Linked DNA regions of Mus musculus: regions 2, 3, 4 and 5 are each linked to region 1. Evidence: chromatin contacts called from public HiChIP or PLAC-seq and promoter capture Hi-C data. All regions are on one chromosome and are shown on one strand. The core of a region is the stretch at or near the end of the contact, and the rest is flanking DNA. Distances in the headings are between cores, read along the strand shown.

What was found. Promoter capture Hi-C pulls out the DNA fragments that hold promoters and counts their contacts. HiChIP or PLAC-seq counts read pairs in DNA pulled down with a chosen protein or histone mark.
Region 2: a contact with region 1 is called in a FOXA1 HiChIP or PLAC-seq map of pancreatic cancer cells. The contact joins the promoter of Plxna1 here to the promoter of Tpra1 in region 1. A contact is called at or near these places in 8 of 39 promoter capture datasets (the 3T3-L1 cell line, 3T3-L1-derived adipocytes, cranial neural crest and 3 more), 1 of 15 datasets of contacts at CTCF or cohesin (large pre-B cells), 5 of 484 Hi-C or Micro-C datasets (bone marrow-derived macrophages, embryonic stem cells, muscle stem cells and 1 more), 24 of 115 datasets of contacts at active chromatin or transcription factors (the 230-238 cell line, astrocytes, bone marrow-derived macrophages and 16 more) and 4 of 9 other capture datasets (adipose tissue, embryonic stem cells, liver and 1 more).
Region 3: an H3K27ac HiChIP or PLAC-seq map of microglia shows a contact between it and region 1, with 7 times the contacts expected there. The contact joins the enhancer-like site here to the promoter of Tpra1 in region 1. A contact is called at or near these places in 1 of 39 promoter capture datasets (cranial neural crest), 1 of 15 datasets of contacts at CTCF or cohesin (the NIH/3T3 cell line) and 4 of 115 datasets of contacts at active chromatin or transcription factors (bone marrow-derived macrophages, large pre-B cells and microglia).
Region 4: an H3K4me3 HiChIP or PLAC-seq map of the 230-238 cell line shows a contact between it and region 1, with 3 times the contacts expected there. The contact joins the enhancer-like site here to the promoter of Tpra1 in region 1. A contact is called at or near these places in 8 of 39 promoter capture datasets (the 3T3-L1 cell line, the C10 cell line, the SN4741 cell line and 3 more), 3 of 484 Hi-C or Micro-C datasets (bone marrow-derived macrophages, embryonic stem cells and nephron progenitors), 15 of 115 datasets of contacts at active chromatin or transcription factors (the 230-238 cell line, bone marrow-derived dendritic cells, embryonic forebrain and 9 more) and 2 of 9 other capture datasets (adipose tissue and liver).
Region 5: a promoter capture Hi-C map of pre-B cells shows a contact between it and region 1, with 3 times the contacts expected there. The contact joins the promoter of 4930512J16Rik here to the promoter of Tpra1 in region 1. A contact is called at or near these places in 10 of 39 promoter capture datasets (the C10 cell line, cranial neural crest, embryonic stem cells and 6 more), 3 of 484 Hi-C or Micro-C datasets (B cells and embryonic stem cells), 10 of 115 datasets of contacts at active chromatin or transcription factors (bone marrow-derived macrophages, embryonic stem cells, epiblast stem cells and 4 more) and 2 of 9 other capture datasets (liver and macrophages).

What each region holds. Positions count from the first base shown.
Region 1 is chr6:88,900,811-88,903,510 of GRCm38.p6, reverse strand. It overlaps Tpra1 (transmembrane protein, adipocyte asscociated 1), which reads right to left and starts at 1,260. Exons shown (of 12, transcript NM_011906.2): 1 at 981-1,260.
Region 2 is chr6:89,361,209-89,363,908 of GRCm38.p6, reverse strand. It overlaps Plxna1 (plexin A1), which reads left to right and starts at 1,296. Exons shown (of 32, transcript NM_008881.2): 1 at 1,296-1,502. It overlaps Gm40415, which reads right to left and starts at 2,554. Exons shown (of 2, transcript XM_017321867.2): 1 at 2,511-2,554; 2 at 1,318-2,324. The coding sequence starts at 2,165. The coding sequence ends at 1,731.
Region 3 is chr6:89,256,884-89,259,642 of GRCm38.p6, reverse strand. No RefSeq gene overlaps it. Among named protein-coding and RNA genes, the nearest start is that of Gm36735, 15 kb to the left of the region's middle. Within about 2 kb of position 1,337, at least 80 of the 459 cell types and tissues checked have an H3K27ac peak or open chromatin away from gene starts, as enhancers often do. A contact at or near this core is called in bone marrow-derived macrophages and microglia, where this site is marked.
Region 4 is chr6:89,326,573-89,329,272 of GRCm38.p6, reverse strand. The region is part of intron 23 of Plxna1 (plexin A1); the gene reads left to right. Among named protein-coding and RNA genes, the nearest start is that of Gm40415, 33 kb to the left of the region's middle. Within about 2 kb of position 1,407, at least 44 of the 459 cell types and tissues checked have an H3K27ac peak or open chromatin away from gene starts, as enhancers often do. A contact at or near this core is called in the 230-238 cell line, where this site is marked.
Region 5 is chr6:89,284,341-89,287,040 of GRCm38.p6, reverse strand. It overlaps 4930512J16Rik (RIKEN cDNA 4930512J16 gene), which reads left to right and starts at 1,316. Exons shown (of 4, transcript NR_131021.1): 1 at 1,316-2,395.

The DNA.
Region 1 (2,700 bases), core at 11-2,510:
CTAAGCCTCTAAATCTAGCTGCAGAGCAGCATAGGAAATCCCCAGAGGATAGAGGCTAAGTTCCATGCCTCTCTGAATCTGTCAGCCTCAGTGATAGAGGAGAGATTGTGTCCTAAGAGGCCACTGTGGACAACAGGAAGAAGGGATGGTCCAGGTGACCTGCCCTCTGCCTCCTGACAATCCTTCTTGCCCTTCTTTAGCCACCAACTTATATCTCCCCTACCTCAGGGGCCTTTGTGTTTGCTTACCCGCAGCTTGATCCCATCATTTGACTCATTACCTCCCCCTCTAAGTGGACTTTATCTAGCCCACCTGGCTGTTGTTCTTTCAATGATTGTTTTTAAAGATAGGGTCTCATTGGGCCCAGGCTAGCCTCCAACTCTGCAAAAAGCCAAGGCAGGTCTTGAACTTCTGATTTCCCCCCTGCCTCCACCTCCCGATTCCTCCACCACCACCCAGTTCTTTGGTGTGCTGTTTATAGAACTGGGACTCCATCGGCAGCAGGTGTATTTACATGCTTGTGTGTCTTGTCTGTCCTAGGTCTTGTGACCCAACCCTCTAGAACAGGTAAGATCTCAAAAAAATGCTATGACGCGCACACATTTCCAGCACAATGCAACCAGGCTGGACAAGGATTGGGGGTGTCTGGACCCCAGACCCCACCACCCCCTCCTCGCTACGGAGCTAAGTGGAGTTGCCCTTCCTTCCGCAAGGCCAGGAAGGCAGAGGCAGAGCATGGGCTGGTCTTTCCGGCTGCCGCTGAGCTCTGGCTGCACCCGGAGCGGCGGGTGTCCAGCTCCATCCAGGATCCGGTCCTGACCGCTAGGGTCCCCAGAAACTTCTCAAAGGTTGTCTTGCGGCTGTACCCCAAGTGGCACGGGGACAGAAGGAGACGGTAGGCCCGAACCCGAAGAAGGAGCAGGGGCAGGGCCTCCTCGCTAGCTTGGCGGAGCAGGAGATGAGGACTCGGCCGCGCTTACCTGAGAGCAGGGCTGCGCAGGCCGCGGGACTCCGACCCCTGCGAGGTAGCGAGAACCGGGGAGCGTCGCGCAAGAACCGCAGCTGAGATGCTACGTGGATCGGTCAGAGGTGGCCGGACGCCGCCAGCGCGCAGGACTCACGGGACCCGCGGACTTCCCCGGTCCTCCCCTGGCAGCGGCGACTCTCAGGCGCCTTGGCTAGTGTTTTTCGTCTAAGCAAAACTGTGAAAACAGTCACAACCCCTGTTTGTGGCACTCATCCCCGCCCCCTCGGCCTCCAGCAGCCTATCGTAACGGGATTCCACCCACAGGAGTGGAACAGACCAATAAAATTCCTCAGATGGGCGAGGCGGCCCGCGGAGCTCTTAAAGGGACTGCAGTCGAAGCAAAGCAAAGTGTGGGTGACGGAAACTTCAAAGGGGAGAATTTTTTTTCTGCACAGCTTACCCCTAAAGCGTTTCGGGAAGCGTACTGAGCACGCTGTGCCTTTGCCCCGCATCTTTCTGCGGACAGCTCCAGTCCTCCGACCGGGTCGCCCTATGTCTTTGAGGATGGCGCCTAAGGGACCGGCGCCCCATAAATACTGACCTCTGGTCACCTGGACTAGGAAGGAGGGAAGGAAGGGCATCCCTTCCTCGGACGCCCTGTGCTTGCCCACTTCAAAGGGATCTGGCGTTTACAGGGCTCCAGTCCTGGTCTCAGTCACCCTGAAGGCTGGGTGCTATTAGTGGCGTTTTGCAGAAGAAACCTGAAGGGGTTAAGGGAATAAGTCCAAAGCCATCCAGCTAGGAAGTGGCCAGACCAGATCTCTTGCTTAAGCAGGTGCCTTCCAGAGGGACAGTCTTTCCTGTCTGTCGCCTTCCCTCCCTGTGGGACACCCCCAGGGCAACTTGGAGGCCTCATCTCAGGTCATCTGCTTACCTGTGCACCTTTGGCCGGCCACAGGATCTGCCCTATAGGCCATGTATTTTCAAACTTGTGGCTGCCCTTGGGCTTCTCTGCATGCAACCTCGGGCCTGTCTTCTCACATTCTCTCTTCACAGAGAGCTTCCTGGGCTCTCCCTCAAGAGTAGGTATTGACTTGCCTACCCCTTCCTCAGGCATTGGGGGGGGGGGCAGTGTGTCTCAGCAACACCTTAGAGGTGCCTCAGTGCTGGTTAAAGATGTAGGCACCTGTTTATTATAGGATCCCAGGACTGCCCCGTCCTGGTCACACAGGGGCTGGAATGACTCTGGGCCTCTTTGTGATTGGTCCGAGACTTAGCATCCCTGAGACTTCCAGGTTAGTCCCATTTGTCCATTTTGGTCTTAGTCACAGAAGCTGGCTGTGCCTGCCTGCGCCTACAAGGTCTGTAACAGCCACCCTGAAAACCATCAAGAGCTCCCAACTTCCTGCCAAGAGAATACAGTGCCCTGTTTAGGAATAATAGCAAAATACATGTCCTAGGCCCTCCTTGACCTCCAGGTGTCAAAAAGGCCACAGGAATTGAACTCAGGGCTTCTAACCATGCTCATAACCACTAAGCCTTTTCTCCAGCACCTGTCCCCAAACCCCACTGTCAATCACAAGGGCCTAGGGACTAAGCAAACGGGGTGTGGTGGGATGATATGTTTGTAATCCCAGTGCTCTTGAGGCTGAGACAGAAATATTGTCTCACACACCTTTAATCCCAGCACTTGGGAGGCAGAGGCAGGCGAATTTCTGAGTTCGAGGCCAGCC
Region 2 (2,700 bases), core at 47-2,546, 460 kb before region 1:
AGCGAGGGAGCTTGGGCAGGTCACAGGGCCTGCGCAGTCTGTCTACCCGGTTTGTACAGCACAGCAGAGATTTGTACATTCAGTATGTAGTGCCTGTGGAGTCCGACGGTAAGTGTAACTGTGGAAGAAGGGTCTCACCGCCATTCAGAAGCAAAAAGAACCAGCACCAACTTTCAGCCTGGCAAAATCAAACCATTACCTTTCCCACTGTTGCTGACACTTCTCCATCACGTGGAGGGGTGGGGTTTCACTTGGGGGAAAACCAAGTTTGCATCGTCTGTTGAAGCTAAAGACCAAGGTCTAGAGCAGGGGGCTCCAGTCCAGTAGCAGAAGAGAGGGTTAACTATCCAGAATAGCCTGTGCCACACAGTGAGAGCAAAGACTGACCACAGGACCCTGCATTCCTATCAGAGAGGAAGGCGGGACACCATTTCTATAGCATCCTCAAACAAGCTACACAAAAGAATATGTCATTCAGGGAGACAAAATGTAAACGGTCACACCCAAAGAAAAACCAGGCAAGGATGAGCACAGGGAAAGAGGGTGATGACTGCTTGGGAGACGAGTACGGACAATGGTCCTTACCGAATGAGCTGCACTGGGTCCCCCAGGCTGTGCCCAGTCAGCCTTCGCCCCTCCCACGACCACCTTTTCTGACTGCTCTGTTCTGTTCTGCGCACAGCTGCCTGCTTTGGTCTGGATGCCTTGCACTGGGTGACCTTATTGAGAAAGGTTCTCTACCCGACCGAGACCTGGCGCAATCCAGCTCTGCAGGCCAGCCCCGCGCCCGCGATCGACCCGGCGAGGTCTCTATCCTGCTGGGGTAGTTCTAACACGCCCCGCTGCAGGACCGCGTACCGGACAGGACAGTCGTCCTCTGAGCTTAGGCATCCCGGCACGCGCCACCTCCTGGGGCCTGCGGGGTGCAGTGCCGGTCCCACCTAAGCGATCGTTGCGCAGGCAGAGATGAGCAATAGGACCAGGGCAAGTGCTTCCTCCGGACTCAGTTTACCCTTCCGTGCACGAAAGCTGTACTTCCAGCCTGTGCTCCTTAAAGAGTGCATCGACTCCTGGGACCACCCGGACCACCTCACCCACCCCCACCCCAGTCCAGAGTTTTAAGGCTGAGGTGGCCATCGCCCTTTGAAGGCAAGCGGTGGGGCCCGCCGCGCGCGCTCTCGCCGCGGGGCCGAGCGCCCCCTGCAGGCCATCGCGGGTCCCGCCCCGCCCCCGCCCCCGCCCCCGGCCCCGCCCCCCGGCTTCGGCCGGCGCATGCGCGCGGCACGGCGCTCCGCGGGGCGGCGAGAGCGAGGCCGGTCCGCAGCCGCGCGGAGCTCAGCGCCCCATTCATGCTGGGCAGCGGCGACGCAGCCACGCAGCGGAGCGGAGCCCGGGCGCGGCGGCCTCGGCCTGGGCGGCCTGCGCGGCGTGGGCGGCCCCGCAGAGGGGCGAGCGGCGGGGCGCAACGATGGCCAGCGGCGGGACGCGCCCGGGGTTGGCGGGTGAGTCGGGGCGCAACTTTCCCCGCGGGCGGCGGGAGGCTCGTCGCGGCCCGGGGTCCCGAGTGGCCGGGGGGCGCTGGCGGCGGCCAGGGGGGTGTGCGCGGGGACTGCGGCGCGCGTGTCCGCGGCTGGCGTGTCCTGCGGTTCCGGCCGGGCGCCCGCGTGTGTCCGGGCGCGGTCTCCGCTATGGGCTGCCGCGTCCCGGCGGGTCGCAGCACGTCCGGGGCCCTACGATCCGGGGGGGCGCAATGTCTGTGGCCGCAGTCGCGGTCCCTTCCTCCAGGCAGGAGAGAAAGTTTGCAGTGGCCCCGCGGGAAGGGCCCTGCGGGTGCCCATGTCGGCCCGTGTTGCGCCGGGTCGGACCGGGCCGCGGGTGGGGACGTGGGCCGCAGGCGAGCGCCGCGCTGGGCAGGCCCGGGCAGGGCCGCGGGATTCGGGGCAGGTCCCTGGCTGCGCCTCGGGCCGGCCTGAGGCAGTGGGGTGGAAGTTGCAAGGCTTCGTGGGGACCCCCGCCCCCTCCGGCTCCGGCGCGCGAGTGGGCGCCGCAGCCAGCCCAGGCCCGCAGGCCCTCCACCCGGCTGCAAGGGGCGGTGCGGTGCCACCGGAGAGGACGCCGGCTCGGGCCTCCTCGGCCTCCCCCTGCGCAGGGCCTCCACGGGTCATTCCTTCCCCGGAGGATTCCCCTCTTGCTTCCTGGACGGTCCCAGGCCTGGTGTACGGCGAGGACGGCGGCGGTGATGGGCTGACTCTGGCTGCTGTAGGGAAGGGCGAGTGTAGATTCCTGGGAGGCCCCCTCTGCCTGCAGAGATCCCAGGTGCTGCCCTGGAAGGATACAAGAGGGCTTCAGAGAGGCTACTAGGTGGCCGGAGCCCTCTCAGTCTCATCGGTGGGGTGCTGGGGCCACGCCCCTTGAAAGAAAGGGGTGTGTTGGGGGGGGATGGGAACGAACTGAGCCTCTGCCCCTCTGCCAGGCTCCTACCTCTGGCTCTGGCTCCTGGTGCTACCTACCTCTTCCAGCAGGTGCTGCGGGTCTTCAGTCCCATCAGGGTGGTGCTATCCTGTGCTTCTCCAGCCCTCCTAGAGCACCCCCAGTTTTCCAGCTCCATTGCTTGTTGGGGGTGAGCAGGAGGAGGTAGTGCTGCATTAGGCTGGCCAAGAGTCTGCTGGGTCGGGGAAGCACTCAGCCAGTGCCCTAGGC
Region 3 (2,759 bases), core at 88-2,587, 360 kb before region 1:
CCTGCACATAATTGGAGAAAGTTTTCCCGTCACCCCTTTCTCCGTGTGGCAGCGCTGGCCCTCTTGGGCCCCTCTCTGCCATCACGCCAGCTCTTCTCTCCTCCTTCAGAGTTTGACCTAATTTCCACTCTGTCATTTTCTCCTCCACGCTGTGTCAGTTTCCCTAGGAGCTCCCAGGAACCCCAGTCCCAGCTAGCCATCTGCTCCTCCTTTCTCCTCTCTAGAGGGGATTCTGGTATAGCTTAGCCATCCCTGGGGGACTCAGGAGCAGCCCTGCCATGTACTAACCCTGACAGAAGGCAGGTTGGATGGCGATGGAACTCAGACCTGTCCAGGTAGGGTAGCTCATCTTAGATAAGAGCAGGCCCTAATGCTGGATGCTGGACACCTAGACAGCTGCTTTTGCAGAAGTGGGCAGCTTGATTCCAGCATGCTGCATCCCTGGCTTTCTGGGTCCCTTTAGTAAGCTCTGAACCTCTTATAACAGCACCGCCGCTCTACCCCAGGCCTCTCTTCCAGGTTCCCATTGCCATGATATCCTGTGGCCAGCGTAGTACTCCAGCCATCCAGATGGACTCCACTCTGTGTGAGGATCTGAATGAGGCCAAGCTCTGGGGAGCACATGAGTAGTACCCCACCCAGAAGATGAGCAGTGTCTGTCTCAGAACCCCTGGCCTGGGATCCGGGCCGGGGCCTCAATACACACAGTCACACAAATGGAGAAACCAGGCCTTCCGTAGACTATCTGCTTCCCCTATGAGCTGGAGACAGAGCCACCGTAGGCTCAGTCTTATCCTTGGAGTCCCTGGTAGGTGGAACTCCAGGGTGCAGGTTTCTAGAGACTTGTGGTCTTTCATGGTGTTTAACTTTAGTCTCCCTGATTCTTAACCCTAACCCAACCTTGGGGGAGTTCCCAAGTTACCTTCGGTCATGGTGTTTTAGAGCAGTAATAGAAAGCAAACTTTAATTTACTTCAGTTTATAACTAGCAGTCGACCATGAATTGAAGGCAGAGCCAGTATCCAAGGCAGGAACCCAGGGGCAGGAGCTGAAGAGGCTGTGGAGGAACACTGCTTGCTGACTTACTCCTCAGGCTGACATCCAGGTACATTTCTTCGACCTCCCAGGACTACCTGCCCAGGGGTGCCACCACTCATAGTAAACTGGGCCCTTGTACATTAACCATTTAGAAAATGCCTCACAGACTTGCCCACAGGCTAATCTTACAGCAAGCATCTTCTCAGTTGTGGTTCCTCTTTCCAGATAACTCTAGCTGAGTCAAAATAACAAAACTAATCAGGTCACCAGGCCTTAAGTCATCTGCCACAGCCCTGCCCCGCCTGCCCCAGCTCCAGCCCAGCTCTTCTCGTTGTTGCAGACACTGCAGAACAACAGCTACAGCTACTGTAGAAAGACTACGGTGCCTTCCTGGGCTCCCAACACTAATCAGCCAAGGCTGACCTGGAAGCCCAGTCAGGTCTGGCTTTCTTGAGCACAGAAGTCTATGTCCACCTAGGTGAACAGCAGCAAGATGAGAGAGGAGCCTATCTCAAGCCAGCAGCCTGCCTGTGGCATTCCCAGCCTCCTCACCCTGACTCCAGTGTCTGCAGTTCTGCTATTCAAGCACCGCCGCCCCCCCCCCCCAGCCCAATATCCTGCTCCTAAACCAGCCTCCAGGGAATTCAGGGTCTGGACCCAGCCCCCCTGCTTGCCCCTGGCCAAAGGTTCTGTAGCCACACAAGGACTTCATGGAGCTGCATGTCCCTTCAGGGTTGACACATCCCTTGTGGCATGTGGTATCATCATTATACAGCATTCCAAAGCGCAGATGCTGTCAGGAGCACTGGAAGAGTTTTAATTAGTGGATAACGTTCAACACTCCAGAGACTTCATGTGAAGTCATAGATGGCCAACTTCTCTGGAACCACTGGGAACAGGAGCCACACTGGCAAGTGGCAAGCCTGTGCTGGGTGGAATTGGTACTTAGACAGGATGTCATTACGTGAGCCACAGTTTCCTGACTTCCTGCAGTAGGCTACACCCAGGCTGGCTTCTGCCTGCACACCATACCGGTGTAGCCCTGTTGAGTTTGCGTGGTAGCCACTGGGGATGGCTACACATCCTCCAGAGGACTGACCTGTAAAACTGTCCATCCACGTATTTCCTCTACTTCTCCCTGGGCTTAACTTTCATCACAGGCCTCTGCGGTCCTTCTTTTCCAGAAGGGGTTTATTACTTACTCACATTTGGAATAGGCCCGGCCTTATGACTTGGTTTAGCCAAGGGGCACTGGGAAACATGCATAAGAACTTGCTGTCTGCAGAGGCTGCCATGGAGTGAGCCAGCCAACCATTGTAGGAGGATGAGAAGCTGAGGCTCAGCTAGGGAGCCTGGGCGTGAGCAATGGCCCCATCTATTAATCAAGGTATGGGAGAGCCTGGTAGAGCTGGGTTAGGTCTGTACCCAGATGCCCAGAGCTTGGTTCTTTTGAGCCTTAAGCTTCTAGACGGTGTGTTACATGATAGAAACTTGCTGATTCATTATGTTTATGTCACAGGTCAGCTGATTCTGCTGGAAAAAGGAAGTTAGGGCTCCTTTTCACGCTGGCCTTTTCCAGTACCAGCAGAGGATCTCAGGGCCCCTCTGGTTCTGTATGATGGGGTTCGCTTTCTAGTACCAGGCCCCTGGGAAGACTTCTGGGGGTCGCATCATCCTCTGCTGGGTAACGCTTGCTCGGTGTGCCTGTTTCCTGTTGGCCTT
Region 4 (2,700 bases), core at 158-2,657, 430 kb before region 1:
TTAGCTGTTTCTTGTGTTGATACTTGCTGCTACAGAGAGAGCATAGACATTCACGCTCTGAAGTCAGTGCCCAAGCTCGAGTTTAGATATAAGCTTGGATCTCTGCTTGGTACCTGGAGCTGGCTGCCAGCCTCAGAAGGAGGATACATCTAGATAGGCTTCTGAGGGAGGGCCTGACACTGGCCCTTGAGTGCTCCATGGTGGGGTGTGAGTCTATCCTGGGCTTCTGGCTCTCCAGAGCTCCCACAATCCCTGCAGGTGCCAGGGTGGGCTGGTTGATTGAACTGGTTGCCTGCACCTAAGAGACTGGTTAATTACACAGTTCCAAAGTCTGGCTTCCTCTGACCTCATGGCCAATGGGATGCATGTCACGAGTTACGGTAACAGTGGGTCTGCCTGGGAGTATAACTTGTGTGTGTCAGCCCTGACCAGTGCTCTGTGGATTCAGTGGCAAGGGTGGGGCTGGTGCTGAGTCTGCCAGCATTGGACTCTGTCCTCCCCAGTAGACTTCTGCTGAGCTCTGGATGAGCCAGAAGTGCCAGCACGTGGGTCTGCTCAGAACTAGATCCCTGGTGGGATGCCTTTACTTGCTGGGAGGAAAGCCAGTGATAGGACATGGCAGTGAGTAAGAGACGGGAGGTCTGAGGGACCAGAGATGAAGAAAAGTGACCTGGATGGCACAAGGACAGCTGAGGAGAGGGGACCTGTGTGTACAGCGGCCCCAATGATAGCTATGTGCACATCTCCTATGAAAGTGCCGCTCTGTGGACAGTTGTTTACATGGCCATTAAAGCAGGCTCGGAACCAGAAGCAGCAAGGCCGAGCAAAAGCGTCAGCGCTCCAGCAGCTGTGCCCATGCTGGGTCCTGACACGCGCTGACCCCGTTTGATCATCATTCTCCACAGCAAGAGGAGAGCGGGTGCAGTTCACCCCGTTGGTCTCAGATCCTGAGCCAGCTCTGCAATGTCTGCTGCTGCAGTGTGGGGAGGCAGGCCGCCACTGGAAGCTGGCAGAGCTGGCTCTGCACCTGTCAGTGTGGGGCAGGGGGAGCAGAGCCCATCAGACATCTGGGATGGCCTCACGGAGGGCATCTGTCTCAGAGCAGTCAGGGTGTAGGAATGCTGATGGGGGTGGGGAGCAAGGCGACTGGGGGAGCAGCAAGAAGGGAGGCAGCAAAGCTCAGCAAAGGGAGAAGTGAAGTGGGCCGACTACCCCAGGGTTACTCTCAGGTCCTCTCAGTCTCCTCGGCTCTGGTTTTTGTGTGGCCCTTTTAGCTGTACAGTGAAAACTGATACTCAGGAGTGAGCCAGATTGGCCTGGGCTTGTTCTTCCCCATCTGTGGCCATGGTGCCACACATAGGCCTCTTGATACATGTTTGCTTTGTGGGCTGAGAGAAGATACACTTCAGCGCCTCCCTTCCCTGAGCTGCAGCAGATTCTCCTGCTCATAGTTCTGCCTTCTCTGGAGTCTTAAGGCTCCATTCACATTCTACATAGCTTTCCAGAGTGCTTTCTTTCAGTCATAAGACGGGTTCCTTCACCCCTTCACGGTTCAATAGTTGGTCTCTTTTTACCATGCCACAGACTTTAAAAATGCTTTACTGGATTAAAACATACATAATACAAAATACACTACCTTTTAGATTTCTTTGAAATTACATTTTTTTCTTTATTATGTGGGTGTATGCCACAATGCACACGCAGAAGTGGGAGGACAACTTGCAGGGGTGGGTTCTCTCCTTTCACCATGTGGGTCCCAGGGATCGGAGTCAAGTTGGCAGGGTTGGCAGCAGGCTTCTTTACTTGCTGAGTTATCTCACCAGCCCTTATCTTATTGTTTGAGACAAGGCCTCCCTAGATAGCCCAGGCTGGCCTGGAGCTCATGACCTTCGTGCTTCAGCCTCTGGAGTGTACAGGTCACCAGAGTCAATACATCTGTAAAGTGCAGCCCTTGTCAACATCTTCTGCACCATTGGTCTTGTCTTCATGGTACACTCCTTGTCCCTCTCCTCTCCCTCCACCGTACCACCTTTCTCCTTTCTGCCTATGAATTTGACTGATGTGGGGGTGCCCTCTAAGCAGAATTATCCATGAAGGCCTTGCATTGCTGGCTGGTTTGACCAGGTGTGTGGCTGCAGAGCTGTGTCTTCTGACAGCCATGTGCGGCCTGCACCGCTACTGAGCTTTCCTTCGGGTCAGTTGCTGTGGTCAGCTACAGCACACAGTATGTAATGGACAACTAGAGATGCGGGTGTGTTAAGCCATGAGAACTCTCTGAGAAGCATGAGCGGTCCCTTCCTAGAATGAGAATCACCCTGCCTGGCCAGCATAGCCATCCCCCACACACAGCTCAGTTTGCCTGGGGAGAACAGAAGGGAAAGAAAGCAGAATGCATGGTGTTCTCATGAGTCTGCACTTGGGCAGGGTCTGAGCCCATCCCCTGCTCACAGATGCCTGGGACTAGAATGTATGAGGGAGGTAGTTGCTCTGCCTGTCTGTCACTACACTGTCAACAATGTGAGGTAAGGGGGCAGGGCCCCAGCTCTGGTGGTCACAGCCATCAATATTCAGTGTGGGTCACTGAACTGAATGGAAGCAAATGTCTACAGGTAGAGGAACAGGTTTTGTTCAGATTTTTTGTCTTGAGGTCTGGCTGTAGTGACGTGCTGGTCCGAAGTTCACCCCCTACCCCTCCTACCT
Region 5 (2,700 bases), core at 67-2,566, 380 kb before region 1:
CTGTGTTAAAAATCCTGTCTTCCTGAGGCTAGAAACCCTCTGTCCTTAGCACCGCCCATTAAGCTCCACCCCTTACACTGTTGCCCTGGCAACTAAATCTCAAACTGAGAAGACAGAATGAGGTCATCTCAGAGTAAACTCAGTCTGGGGGCCTTGGGCAACACCACTGAGGGTGAGTGTCAGCTTGCCTCCCATCTGTCTGCTGATGGATAAAAGGCACTATGTCCTCCAGCCTGCTGAAAGGGTGTGTGTGTGTGTGTGTGTGTGTGTGTGTATTTATCTGCCTGTGTGTATGTGCATCATGTGCCCTTGGAGGCCAGAAGAGGGTATTGGTGTTGGATCCCCTGGCACTGGAGTTACAGTCAGCTGTAGGCTGCCATGTAAGTGCCAGGAACCAAACCAGGGTCTTCTACAAGAGCAGTCAGTGTTCTTAACTGCAGAACCATCTCTCTAGCCCCTAGACTGAGATTCTTGTCATCATGGAGGTTGCAGGATATGAGAGAAACATGCCATTGCTCTCCAACTATGAAGGCAAAGCTGAAGGAGAAAAGTTGCGCTGTGGAAGTCCCCAACATGAGGACCCTGCCCTCCTGCACAACTTGACCCAGCCCATGCGTTTGAGGAGGCCACTATGTCCCCAGGAGATGGAGCACTCAGGGCAGTGGGCGGGGAGGCCTCACCACCCTGGCCTCAGCCTTGGTTGGTATCTTTGATCCTGTCTCAGTTCTCTCTACACACACACACACACACACACACTCTCTCTCTCTCTCTCTCTCTCTCTCTCTCTCTCTCTCTCTCTCTCTCGCCCCTCATTATGTTCCACCTGGATTGGTGCTCACTTTGCAGTGGGAAAGGGGACGCTTCCCAGAGGGGGGTTGAAATGATGAGCAGGTAAAAGCCAGCCGCCAGGTCCCTCTTCCTCTTTTGATTTCAGCAGGAAGCCTGCCTCGCTTGCACGTGGCGGGGGCTGGGATCTCAGTGAAACCAGCACTTCTCAGACATCGGGAACAGCAGGGACCCGGCTCAAAGGAAGCAATCTGTGGATGCTGCCACCCAGGTGGGCCTGTGTGTAAGGGGGTGGGCCAGGGGTCACATTTCCAGGCCTCCCTCCTTTCTGAGAGGTTAGACTGGTGTGTGTATCGGGGAGCACTGTTGGGGACTAATGTCTAAATAGGAACAATGGCTCAACAGTGGTGGCCCAGACAAACTTGCAGATTGTATCCACTTGTGACCTCCAGTCACCTGTTCTGACCTTTGGAGTGAGCTGTGTGTAGGATACAGCCAGCCCTTGGGACCCAGCCCACATCACATGACCAAGAACTGAGTAGAATGTTCTGGTCAAAGCTAATCTGGACTGGACTGCTGGGATCTGGTCTGGCTTGATATAGTTTTATTTGGTTTGGGCTGGTCTAATTTGGTCTAGGTCTAGCCTATATTCATTTAAGCTGGCCTGGGCTTGTCTATTCTGGTCTAACTTCTGGGCTGGTCTAAGTTTTACTGGGCTAGTCTACTCTAGTATCGTCTGGTTTGGTCTAACCTGGCCCAGTTTGGTCTATTCTTGTATTGTCTAAGCTAGTCTAGTCTGGCCTACAGTAGTGTGATCTACCCTGATCTAATCTAGTCTAAACTATTCTGGTGTAGTTGGTTTGGTCTGGATTGGTTAAGTTAGTCTGGTCTGGCTTGTGCTGGTATGTTCTAGCCTGGTCTGGATTAGTCAAATCTAACCTGTTCTGTTCTGTTTAGTCTGTTTTGGCTTGGTTTATTCTTCTTTGGTCTGGTCTGTGCTGGTAGGGTCTAGCTGGGTCTGGTCTGATATGAGCTGGTCTTGGCTGGTTAATTCTGGTGAGTTCTAGCCTTGTCTGGATTGGTCTAAAGGGGGCTTATATGCTGTATTCTGGTGTTTTTCATCTAATCTGAGCTGTTCTGTTCTGGTATGATCCAGTTGGGGCTGGCACAAGCCGTTCATTGTTCACTAATTGTTTTCTCTAAGAGCAGCTCCTGAGCAAGGGACTGGATTTCAGAAGAACTAGATGTTCTACTAGCAAAAAGAGTTCCATTTGACAGGCCTGAAGAAGAGCTGCCATGAAGATATCAATGACAATGGAGATGCCACACCAGGAGAGGAACGAGAACGGCCTGCATGGGGACTGAATTCTTTCTTTCTCTGCACAGGACTAATTTTCCTTCCTTTGTTGTTACAGAAGGTGATTTTCTTACAGAGAAGCATCTGCTCTCACCCTTGTGGCACAGGTGGCCTTCTCCTGCCATCAAGTCCAGAGGAATGCATGCTGCCGGGGCTTAGCAGAACTTCCTCGTCCCTTCTATTCCTGTGGCAGTGGGCTCAGAGGACTCAGGCTGGGGAGTGAGAAACTCCCAGAATGAAGCCTCCTCACAGGTGAGAGAGCTAGAGAGGCCATATCTGCTTCTGCCTGGTAGGGAGGCTGCTGAAAACACTCGGGGCTCTCAGGAAAATCTCCATAGTACTCCTAGTATTTTAATATCCAACCAAGCTAGGTCTGGAAGTGCCCCCCCCCCCCAAATACATACTAAAGCTTAACTATAGGTTGATTTTTGTGCAGCTAACTTAATAAAATACCATACCTCCAGTAGTCATTCAATTAATTCTATCAAAGATAATTTAATCACTCTATGTTTTAGTTGTAAAATTTTATTTACTTTTCTTGTCTTATGGCACTGGCT